Linked DNA regions of Rattus norvegicus: region 2 is linked to region 1. The links are chromatin contacts, called in public Hi-C maps. All regions are on one chromosome and are shown on one strand. Each heading gives the region's core, a stretch centred on a gene start, on an enhancer-like site or on the middle of the called end of the contact. The rest is flanking DNA. Distances are from core to core; before and after follow the strand shown.

Region 1 (5,404 bases), core at 1,334-3,833:
TTAACATCCTCCTCCGTGTACTCTTGGCAAGTCTCCTCTCCTCCAGGCTCCTCCTCCTCTCGAAAACTTTTCTCCCGCCCATCCTTCCTTCTCATCCAATGACAGGCCTCATTCTATCCTATACCTGCCTTCACCTGTATAATGACATCATCCTACACACACACACACACACACACATACACACACACACACACACTCACTCACACACTCAACAATAACAACAAAAAAAAAAACAGGAACTAACAATCATTGGTCATTTGTATCTCTCAATATCATTGGATCCAGTTTCCCAATAAAAAGACAAGGCTAACGGAATGAATAGGAAAACAAGATCCATTCTTCTGCTTCTTACACGGAATATACCTCAACATTAATGATAGACATTACCTCCGAGTAAAGGACTAAAAAAAGATTTCCCTAGCAAGTGGACCTAAGTAAAAAGCTGGTATAGCCATTCTAGTATCTAAAACAATAGACTTCAAACCAAAATTAATCAAAAGAGATGGGAAAGGACACTTTATACTCATGAAAGGAAAAATCCAAGATAATGTTTCAGTTCCTAACATCCATGCCCCAAACACCAGGGTACCCACATTTGTAAAAGAAACATTATTAAGGCTTAAGTCACACATTGACACATTATTGCTAGTGGGAAATTTCAATACCGTATTTTCACCAATGAACAGGTAGGTCATCCATATGAAAACTAAACAGAAACACTGGAACTCACAGATATTATTAACCAAATGAACCCAACAGATATCTACAGAACATTCCACCCAAACACAAAAGAATATACCTTCTTCTCAGCGCCTCAGGGAACTGTCCTCAAAATTGACCACATACTTGGTCACAAAGCAAATCTCAGGAGATACAAGAAAACTGAAACAAGGCCCTGTATCCTATCAGATCACCATGGATTAAAGCTGGGTATCAACGGCAATAGAAACAATGGAAAGCTTACAAATCCATGGAAACTGAAAAACAACTGAATACGTATGGGTTAAGACAGAAACAAGAAATTGGAATTCTAGACTTCAGTGAAAATAAATACACAACGTTAGCGAACGTATGCGACACGATGAAAGTGGCACTAAGAGGGAAGTTCATGGCACTAAAGGCCTACGGGGGGGGAGGGGATCTCACGCTAGCAACCCAAGAGCACACCCGAGGGCTCTAGAACGAGAAGAGGGAGGCATACCCAGGAGGGGTAGACTGCGGGGAATAATCAAAGTAGGGGCTGAAATCAACAAAATAAAACTGAAGAGAACAATACAAAGAATCAATGAAACAAAAATGTTGATTCATCAAAAAAGTCAACTAGAAAAATCCTTATCCAATCTAACTAAAATAAGACACAGATAAAAATTTCAAATTAGTAAGAGCACCAGTGGAAGGGGAAGCCCTGGGTCCTGCCAAGGCTGGACCTCCAGTGAACAACGTGATTGTTGGGGGGAGGGCGGTAATGGGGGGAGGATGGGGAGGGGAACACCCATAAAGAAGGGGAGGGGGAGGGGGATGTTGGCCCGGAAACCGGGAAAGGGAATAACACTCGAAATGTAAATAAGAAATACTCAAGTTAATAAAGATGAAAAAAATTCAAATTAACAAAATCAGAATGTAAGGGAAAGAGAAGAAGAGACACTGAAGAAATTCAAAGAATCATTAGGTTATAGTTTTGTGGGTTCTTTTTTTTTATGTAATCCACAAAACTGGAAAATCTACAAGAAATAGATGGTTTTCTGGGTGGGGCCTGGTAGATAGATGGTGATGGAGGCTTCCTTACTGCTCTGATAGTACTAGAGCCCATATCTCCTGGCTCATGGAGTGACACAAGATAGAGGATCCTAGCAAAAAGGGACCCTCACAATGGGCCCAGAACAGAGTGGTGGCTGCTTCCTGTCTTTACGGAAGTGTCCGTGGGTGCTGGCAGCCTGGTACCTCCTCACAGTGCCAGTGGGATTGTTGGCTACTTCAGAACTCAAGGCGATTCCCCATTGGTTCAAAGACTGTATAAAACACGCTTGGGGTACTCTATACAGTAAATCTGCGTTTCTGTGCTGGACTCCGGAGTCTCTTCCCTGGAATCATGACTCTGCCTCCTTCAGCCCCTCCTGGATCCCAGTTCCCACACCTATGATTGTTGCCAGTTGAAGAAGAAAGATACAAAAGAAGAAAATTAAGAACAATTTATTTTTAACTTACTCTTTTTTAATTAAGTAAACGTGTTCTTAATTAACGTGACAATTGCTTACATGTATATAGTGCCTTCTGTTTACTTTCATCCCTACCAAGTTTTACCCTCTTTCCACTCTATCCCCAATCCTCCCCAAAAAACCACATGCTACTTTAATGCCTTCCTTTTCTGGTTATGATCCACTGATTTTAACCAGTACCATCTGTGTGGGCACCGGTTTGGGACATCCATTAGAGTTCACTGGTTTGGTGTAAGCGGAGGATAAACATCTTCCAGAATCCATTAGCTACCAGCAGTTCAGCAGGAAGAGTTGGGGCTCTCTGAGCCCTTCATCCAACCATGATTGGCTGTTGGCAGGCCCAGAACAGACAAGCAATCAGAAGCTATGAGATCATGTTTGCACTCCTGTGTCCTGCCCCGAGGACAGCATTTCACAACCTCTCTCTGTGTCCCAGCTTGTAGTTTTGTTTTTTTTTCCTCTTCTTTTCTCTCTTTCACAATGTTCCCTGACCTTACCCGGGGTTACATAAATGTCCTGTTTAAGGATAAGCATTCACCAATCATTTATTCTAACTCTCTCGAGCCGTGCATTCTTCACTGTTCACTAAAAAGAGAAGCGTATTTGATGAAGGGTAGGAGTAGCATTTCTCTATGGGTATAAACAGTATTTGAACTGCAGCTAGGGATCATGTAAATTTAGCTAAATAGCAGTAGTGACTTCTTCCCTCGAGACCTCTGACCTTCCCAATAATTGTTTCCTTTTTTCTTTTCTTTTTTCTTAGGTTTTATTCAATTTAATGCTATATGTGAGTTAGTGTTTTGCCTGCACCTATGAGTGTGCCTCAAGCATACCTTGTGCCCATGGAAGCCAGAAGAAGGCATTGGGTCCCCTCGGGCTAGAGTGATAGATGGCTCTAAGGGCCATGTAAGTGCTGAGAACTGAATCATCTGCAGGATCAACAAACGCACTTAAACACTGAGTCACGTCTCCAGGCCATCTGTGAAGTTTTGACTGTGCTTACAGTACTAGACGTGCATTCTCTCCTAAGATGCAGGCCTCACATCCCAACCTGAGGTAACAGGTTGTATTATTATTGGACCAGCAGGTACATCTTTTTTTTTTATTAACTTGAATATTTCTTATATACATTTCAAGTGTTATTCCCTTTCCCGGTTTCCAGGCAAACATCCCCCTCCCCCCTCCCCTTCCTTATGGGTGTCCCCCTCCCAACCCTCCCCCCATTACCGCCCTCCCCCCATAGTCTAGTTCACTGGGGGTTCAGTCTTAGCAGGACCCAGGGCTTCCCCTTACACTGGTGCTCTTACTAGGATATTCATTGCTACCTATGGGGGCAGAGTCCAGGGTCAGTCCATGTATAGTCTTTAGGTAGTGGCTTAGTCCCTGGAAGCTCTGGTTGCTTGACATTGTTGTACTTTTGGGGTCTCGAGCCCCTTCAAGCTCTTCCAGTTCTTTCTCTGATTCCTTCAACGGGGGACCTATTCTCAGTTCAGTGGTTTGCTGCTGGCATTCGCCTCTGTATTTGCTGTATTCTGGCTGTGTCTCTCAGGAGCGATCTACATCCGGCTCCTGTCGGTCTGCACTTCTTTGCTTCATCCATCTTGTCCAATTGGGTGGCTGTATATGTATGGGCCACCTGTGGGGCAGGCTCTGAATGGGTGTTCCTTCAGTCTCTGTTTTAATCTTTGCCTCTCCCTTCCCAGCCAAGGGTATTCTTTTTCCTCATTTAAAGAAGGAGTGAAGCATTCACATTTTGATCATCCGTCTTGAGTTTCGTTTGTTCTAGGGATCTAGGGTAATTCAAGCATTTGGGCTAATACAGCAGGTACATCTTGCATGGAACTTTGGCGTTCTAGTTCACACAGTTCACAGCTGAGTAACACCATTGATGCCTTATCTATCCCAGCAGCCCACATAGCACATTCTAGCACCAGGAAAGCTGTTCATTAGGAAGAAAGTCCCCAGCTCACTTCCAGTTTGCTTTCTCTGTTGGTCTTACAAGCAAGCTGCACGGTGTCTTCAGGAAGAGGTTGTATTGTTTAGTCCTTGTGGGCAATGAGTGGAAATGTCCTGTATTTGGGGGCGGGAAATCTCAAGGTCCTTTCTGACCAGCAACTCATAAAGAGGTTTCACACACACACACATACACACACACACACACACACACACACACACACACGCACGCACGCACGCACGCACGCACGCACATGCACATGCACACACACACTGGGTTTCCTATTTGATAAGCAATGGCTTCTAGGAACATACTATCTCACTATAAAAGATAGCTAGCTCCCTTCTTTTTTTTTTTTTATTAACTTGAGTATTTCTTATTTACATTTCGAGTGTTATTCCCTTTCCCGGTTTCCGGGCAAACATCCCCCTAATTCCTCCCCCTCCCCTTCTTTATGGGTGTTCCCCTCCCCATCCTCCCCCCATTGCCACCCTCCCCCCAACAATCACGTTCACTGGGGGTTCAGTCTTAGCAGGACCCAGGGCTTCCCCTTCCACTGGTGCTCTTACTAGGATATTCATTGCTACCTATGAGGTCAGAGTCCAGGGTCAGTCCATGTATAGTCTTTAGGTAGTGGCTTAGTCCCTGGAAGCTCTGGTTGCTTGGCATTGTTGTACATATGGGGTCTCGAGCCCCTTCAAGCTCTTCCAGTTCTTTCTCTGATTCCTTCAACGGGGGTCCTATTCTCAGTTCAGTAGTTTGCTGCTGGGATTCGCCATGTATTTGCTGTATTCTGAGTGTGTCTCTCAGGAGCGATCTACATCCGGTTCCTGTCAGCCTGCCCTTCTTTGCTTCATCCATCTTGTCTAATTGGATGGCTGTATATGTATGGGCCACATGTGGGGCAGGCTCTGAATGGGTGTTCCTTCAGTCTCTGTTTTAATCTTTGCCTCTCTATTCCCTGCCAAGGGTATTCTTGTTCCCCTTTTAAAGAAGGGGAACATTCACATTTTGATCATCCGTCTTGAGTTTCATTTGTTCTAGGCATCTAGGGTAATTCAAGCATTTGGGCTAATAGCCACTTATCAATGAGTGCATACCATGTATGTCTTTCTGTGATTGGGTTAGCTCACTCAGGATGATGTTTTCCAGTTCCAACCATTTGCCTACGAATTTCATAAAGTCATTGTTTTTGATAGCTGAGTAATATTCCATTGTGTAGATGTACCACATT
Region 2 (5,379 bases), core at 1,816-4,315, 77 kb before region 1:
ATTCCTGGACTAGTCCATCAACGTGTTGAAACCAAGTTCCTGTAAGATACTGAGATATATTACGGGATATCTGAGCAGCACAACTGACATTCACAAATGGTATGGAAGTGAAACACAGTCCTGAGTATTTTCACTCACAACCCAATTACATTAACTCCATCAAGCTGTGCATGGGCATTGAGATGTCCTTTTGTTTGATTCTCCTGAATAAATTTTCAGGCGGTCTGCCTCTATCAAGTCTGATCAGTATGACTCTGCAAGGCTTCCAGAGCCTAATCACACCTTTTACAAGCACAAAGACAAAGTTTTTCTCCCAAAATACTGTGTTCCTTTTATCTCCTCCCTTTTTCTCTCCCGGGGCGTTTTTTCCCCACTCTCTCGCTTCCTCGGATCCAAGGTCCTTGGAAGGGCCTTTTTTCTTAGGTGCACCTTTCCTTCTTAAAGCTTCTAATCTTTCACCTCACTCTGTTTCTGACATGCTGCCTTGCCCTTCCCCCAACGCTCTCCGCTTTGCTGTTACAACTGGGCGGCTCCCATGTGACCTCTGACACCTTCTTTTTTCTTTTTTTTTTTTTTTTTTGGTTCTTTTTTTCGGAGCTGGGGACCGAACCCAGGGCCTTGCGCTTCCTAGGCAAGCGCTCTACCACTGAGCTAAATCCCCAACCCCCTCTGACGCCTTCTGACGGTAGCTAGAAGCTCAAAGGCCAATAGAGAAAGCCCGAGGGCTGCTACAACCACCATAGAGGCTTCCGCTGCATCTAGCAGAGGAGTGAGGTGGAACAGATCAAGGCTAAACATTGTCTCTCAGAGTCTCACCCGCGTCCCGCAGCTTCTGGATCCTTTCCGTGAATGGAGGCTCTCCTTCGGCGCCGGCGATGGTGAGGCATTTGTCCCGGATACTCGGGCGCGCGGGGCTTCTCCTTAAGATTGAATAAAAGTTTTGGCTGCAGCAAGGATTCGTATGCCCCGGCGTGTTTCCTTGCTGGCGAGAGGTCGCGCGCGGGACATTGAATATTATAAATGAAAGCTTTGTAAATATGTATTTCATGAAGATACAGTGATGCTCTGTATTTCTATATTGTATGTTCATATGCCACTAGACTAAGATTCCAATTGAATTATTACATTTTTCAAAACTCTTTTCTAAACATGCAGACATTGCTGTTGAGCTGGAAATGTGGCTCAGTCAAGTATGGGGACCTGATACTAGTGCCTAGAATTCAAAGATGGGGGCAGGGCATGGGCCAGACCAACTCTCCACTGAATCCAAGTTCAGTAAGATTCTGTCTTAAGTGGGAACAGAGAGCAATCCAAGAGAGACACACTTGGTTGAACTTGGGCCTCCATGAGGACACATGCTAGTCTATGTAAACATACATACACATGCACATGCACAAATACAGCAAATCAATAAAAACAGTTTGGATATAAAGCCAAACGGAAACAGATCGGGCTACATTTAGCATTTACAGGCTTCAAGTTTGCAAATGAATTCTATCAAGACTTCACTACACTGATGTTTTGTCAAGAACCTGTGAACCCTTTTTGAGTTTTCATTGTCCTCTTGTCATTTTAGGAGTACCAAAGTCTAATCTTTTACACACCAAATCATTGAGAGGCCACAAAGACTGCTTTGAAAAATACCATTTAATTGCCAACCAGGATTGTTCTCGATCCAAGCTCTCCAAAAGTACTTACGAAGGAGTTAAAACCATCCTGAGTAAGAAGATAAACTGGATTGTGCAGTATGCCCAAAATAAGAATCTGGATTTGGACTCGGAGTGTTCCAAAACTTCCCAGCATCACCTGTTTAATTTCAGGCATAAGCCAGAGAAGAAATTACTCCCACAGTTTGACTCTCAGGTGCCCAAGTACTCAGCCAAGGGGTTAGCAGGAAGCGCAGTCGGCATCTCAAGCTATACGCAGAGAATCCTGGACCACAGGGAGGACACGGACTTCGGGCTTGGTATCCTGGAAGACGCGGATGCATTGTGGACTCACAGTCACAACCAGGCACAGAAAACAGAAGAGACGAGCTCTGTTCCGGAGCGGAGTGTGCAGACCCAGAGTCCTCGCTACAGCCGAGAAGAGCGTAAGTAGTGTGTGAGAATGAAGGTGAAGAATAAGTATATAGTTTGACCTTTATTGAGGGAAGGTTGGGTGGTAGTTGGTCTGGTTTTTTTTCTTCTATGCACACGTTTGTGTGTGTGTGTGTGTGTGTGTGTGTGTGTGTGTGTGTGTGTGTTCAGAATTACAATGTAGGATGACAGATTTGGTGGACATAATATTTAAGTGACAGATTGACCTCAACAATAGTGAGACATCTTAAAAACTTCTTTGGAGGGTTCTTGAATATATACTATTTATTACACACCAAATTTCATTGCCACTGTCATTTATTTTGCCCTTATTAGTGACCAAATAGAGCAGAAATCATCAAAATGAATTGAAAGTTCAGGGTTCTTTCTGCTTATGTAACTGGAACTATTGCCCAGTACACACTGTCATGTTACTAACCCCTTATATGACTAATCAGCCACAGGAGTCGATTTTAAAACAGACATCTGACAATTTACTGAACGCTAAAAGGTGTAACATGGGCATTTATTTTAAATTTTAAAATGACTTTTGCCTGCCCCTTTCCTACAAAGTCTCACCAAGGTGATTCTGATTGGCTTAGATGAAATTATTTTAGATCCAGAAGGGGCCTTGACGATGTCTTTAGACAGGTCCTCGATCCTTCATGTAAAGTTGTTTTGCTAGACAGATATTTTAAAGCCCTACTGCATGACGTAATTAATGCTTACTAGAAGTCACTAGTACTTCTACCTTTTTTGTTCAAACTCCCTGTTTCCTGTGGAGGATGGAGGTGTTACAGTGCTAGTATAAATGTGTCTCGCCTGAGGGTTTTGTAGTTAAGATTTGCTACACTTTTAAGAACCAATGAAGGAAATGGGGTTCTGTTGAATGTTGAATTGGTGAATTATCTGCCCGTCCTCTACCTAAGAACCTGGCAGCAGCTTGCTGTCCAAGGCTGTGTGTGGTAACAGTTACTGTGTTTTCCTATTTCAGTGAATTCGATGACGCTTGCTGAAGTAGTTCAACTGAGTACAAAGCTCCGACAGCAAATCCAGGGTAAAGACTCAGTCTCAATGCTTGTCATGTGTAAAAATGTTGATACCACCCATCCCCTGTGACTGGACACTGTTAGAGTCTACAGCGTTTAAATCTGGGAATTAGACATTGAGACCTGTTGAGGTTTGGGAGCCAAAACAGCAATGGGTAGATCTCTTTGGGGCCTTCAGGAAAAGTAATCTAAGTAGAATGGAGAGCTAACCTCTGCCTTTTGCCACTGTTGTCTTCATCGAGGGCCAGTCATAGCACTGGGCAGTCTGGGGTTTACATCCTGATAGTTCCTTAGGGCCATGGTACTACCCCTGGTTATCCACATAAACTACGAACATTTGAAACCCATAAAAAATAGTGAGACAAGTGTGCCGACCACTTCCTGTGGTCATCAGCTGCAACTGTTACTAAATATCCCATTTCTATCCCTGTGGGCCCACCTCAGCACACTGCATGGATTATTTTTGAGATTCCCCAACAAAACATTGTTTTGTCCATAAATACATGAGGGTTTTCTAAAAAAAAAAAAAAAAACAAAAAAAACAAAGTCTGCCTTTGTCATTTCTTCCAGCTTCCGTCCATTTAGGTAAAACAAATAGTTATTCTTTGGAGGCCTTTAAGTCGCTTGCAGAGTATGCAATCAGTCAGTAGCAGACTGAAGTGCAAAGCTTTAAGCACACAGCTTCTGAAAACCGTTAAACATGGCACTGATATTCCCAGTCCACACCCACTGCGGCCTTCTGTTCGTCACAAATGGGGCCGCACTCAACTCTGACCGTGCTTCTGTGAGATGGTCACATTTATTACTGATCTTACCCGTAAAAGAAAATTCAAGCCCGAGGTCTGGATTGTCTGAGGCCGTCACATAACCACCAGTAGGGGCCAGGGTTTTGAAAGTCTGTTCCAAGTCTCTGAGGAGTTTCTAGACCTGGATATTAATGAACGTTTATGCCACAGGTCATTATGTATTGATTGAACCTATTTATAGGTTGTAATGGAGACGTGACTCAAGTGGTGGCCACTCTTTCTGCTGTATGTACTTATAGTCTTTCTAAACTTGCACCCGGTGGACACCACTGGGTATCACAGTTTCCTGTGGGAAGTGTGATAGAGTGCTCAACACTGATAGGCTCAGAAGGAAACAGCCGTTTTCTTCAGTATCAAATCCGTTTCTTGCTAAAACTTAACTCATACCTGTGTTTACTTAAGATGGAGTCATAGCCATTAGCCTTCCGCGTACTAAAAGTGAAACTGCCTTTTAAATCCTCACAGAAGTTTTTGAAGAGTTGACACACCAGGTGCAAGAAAAGGACTCCCTGGCATCCGAGCTCCACGTCCGTCACGTGGCTATCGAGCAGCTCCTCAAGAACTGTTCCAAGTTGCCCTGCCTCCAAGTGGGACGGACCGGAACAAGGCCACACCTATCCACTAACAACTGAGCTGAGCACAGCTCCCGCGCTCTTCATCTCTGTCGCTCTGCTAAGCATCTGGACCGAGAAAGCATTTGAAGAACGTCATGGTCCATTTTCATGGTTGTTGTACTTGCAAAACATAAGATAATATTCATTATCTTTATCTAATAAAGCAGATCACTCTAGTCCAGGGTTAATCATTTGGCTACATTCGGGGGGCTTTTTCTTATAATTACTAAATGCCCGTCCCTAACTTTTACAGTGTTTGACTACTTAAATCCACTGTTACAGTGTTTCTATTGACCAATTTTTTATTGTAACTCAGCTGTCAAGACAACAGAAGCCTAATTAATAAGGTCTTGCGTTAGCCTAAACTACTAGAGATAATTTTAAAGAGGGAAATAGAATTCATAATATCACCTTATTTATGAGCAATATTTTAATATAAAATTTTATATATAAAATTGCTATTTTGGGTATTTTTCATCGTCTTTATAATTTTGTATTTGAATGGCCGTGTGTATTTGCACTTCGTTGTGTGAATATGTTCACCTCTGTGAAGATCGCTGCATCTTGGCGATACAGTGTTTTTATAACTGTTGTCTTTCTTTCCAAAGATAAATGTGTTCTGGCTAGTATTTGGAGAAGCAATCTACATAGCTGAGGTGTTTGCACTACTAACAGCATAGGAAAGGGGAATTTACTGCTCTTTAAAGCATATGTCCAAATGAGTAAAGCACATTATTGTTTTCTAAGGAAAGCAATGCTCAATTAGCTTAGGAGGAAAATACTAGCCTATTTTTTATGTGTCAGTCTCCGTAACAGTAAAAGCCCCGCCTCT

Evidence for each region. A called contact is a pair of places that touch in the nucleus more often than the background predicts.
Region 2: a Hi-C map of liver shows a contact between it and region 1, with 2.1 times the contacts expected there. The contact joins two enhancer-like sites. A contact is called at or near these places in 2 of 12 Hi-C or Micro-C datasets (kidney and liver).

The regions. Positions count from the first base shown.
Region 1 is chr11:30,642,505-30,647,908 of GRCr8, reverse strand. No RefSeq gene overlaps it. Among named protein-coding and RNA genes, the nearest start is that of C11h21orf91, 100 kb to the left of the region's middle. Within about 2 kb of position 2,583, at least 6 of the 93 cell types and tissues checked have an H3K27ac peak or open chromatin away from gene starts, as enhancers often do. A contact at or near this core is called in liver, where this site is marked.
Region 2 is chr11:30,719,922-30,725,300 of GRCr8, reverse strand. It overlaps C11h21orf91 (similar to human chromosome 21 open reading frame 91), which reads left to right. Exons shown (of 5, transcript NM_001108312.3): 3 at 1,577-2,092; 4 at 3,073-3,135; 5 at 4,399-5,379. The coding sequence ends at 4,565. Among named protein-coding and RNA genes, the nearest start is that of C11h21orf91, 27 kb to the left of the region's middle. Within about 2 kb of position 3,065, at least 2 of the 93 cell types and tissues checked have an H3K27ac peak or open chromatin away from gene starts, as enhancers often do. A contact at or near this core is called in liver, where this site is marked.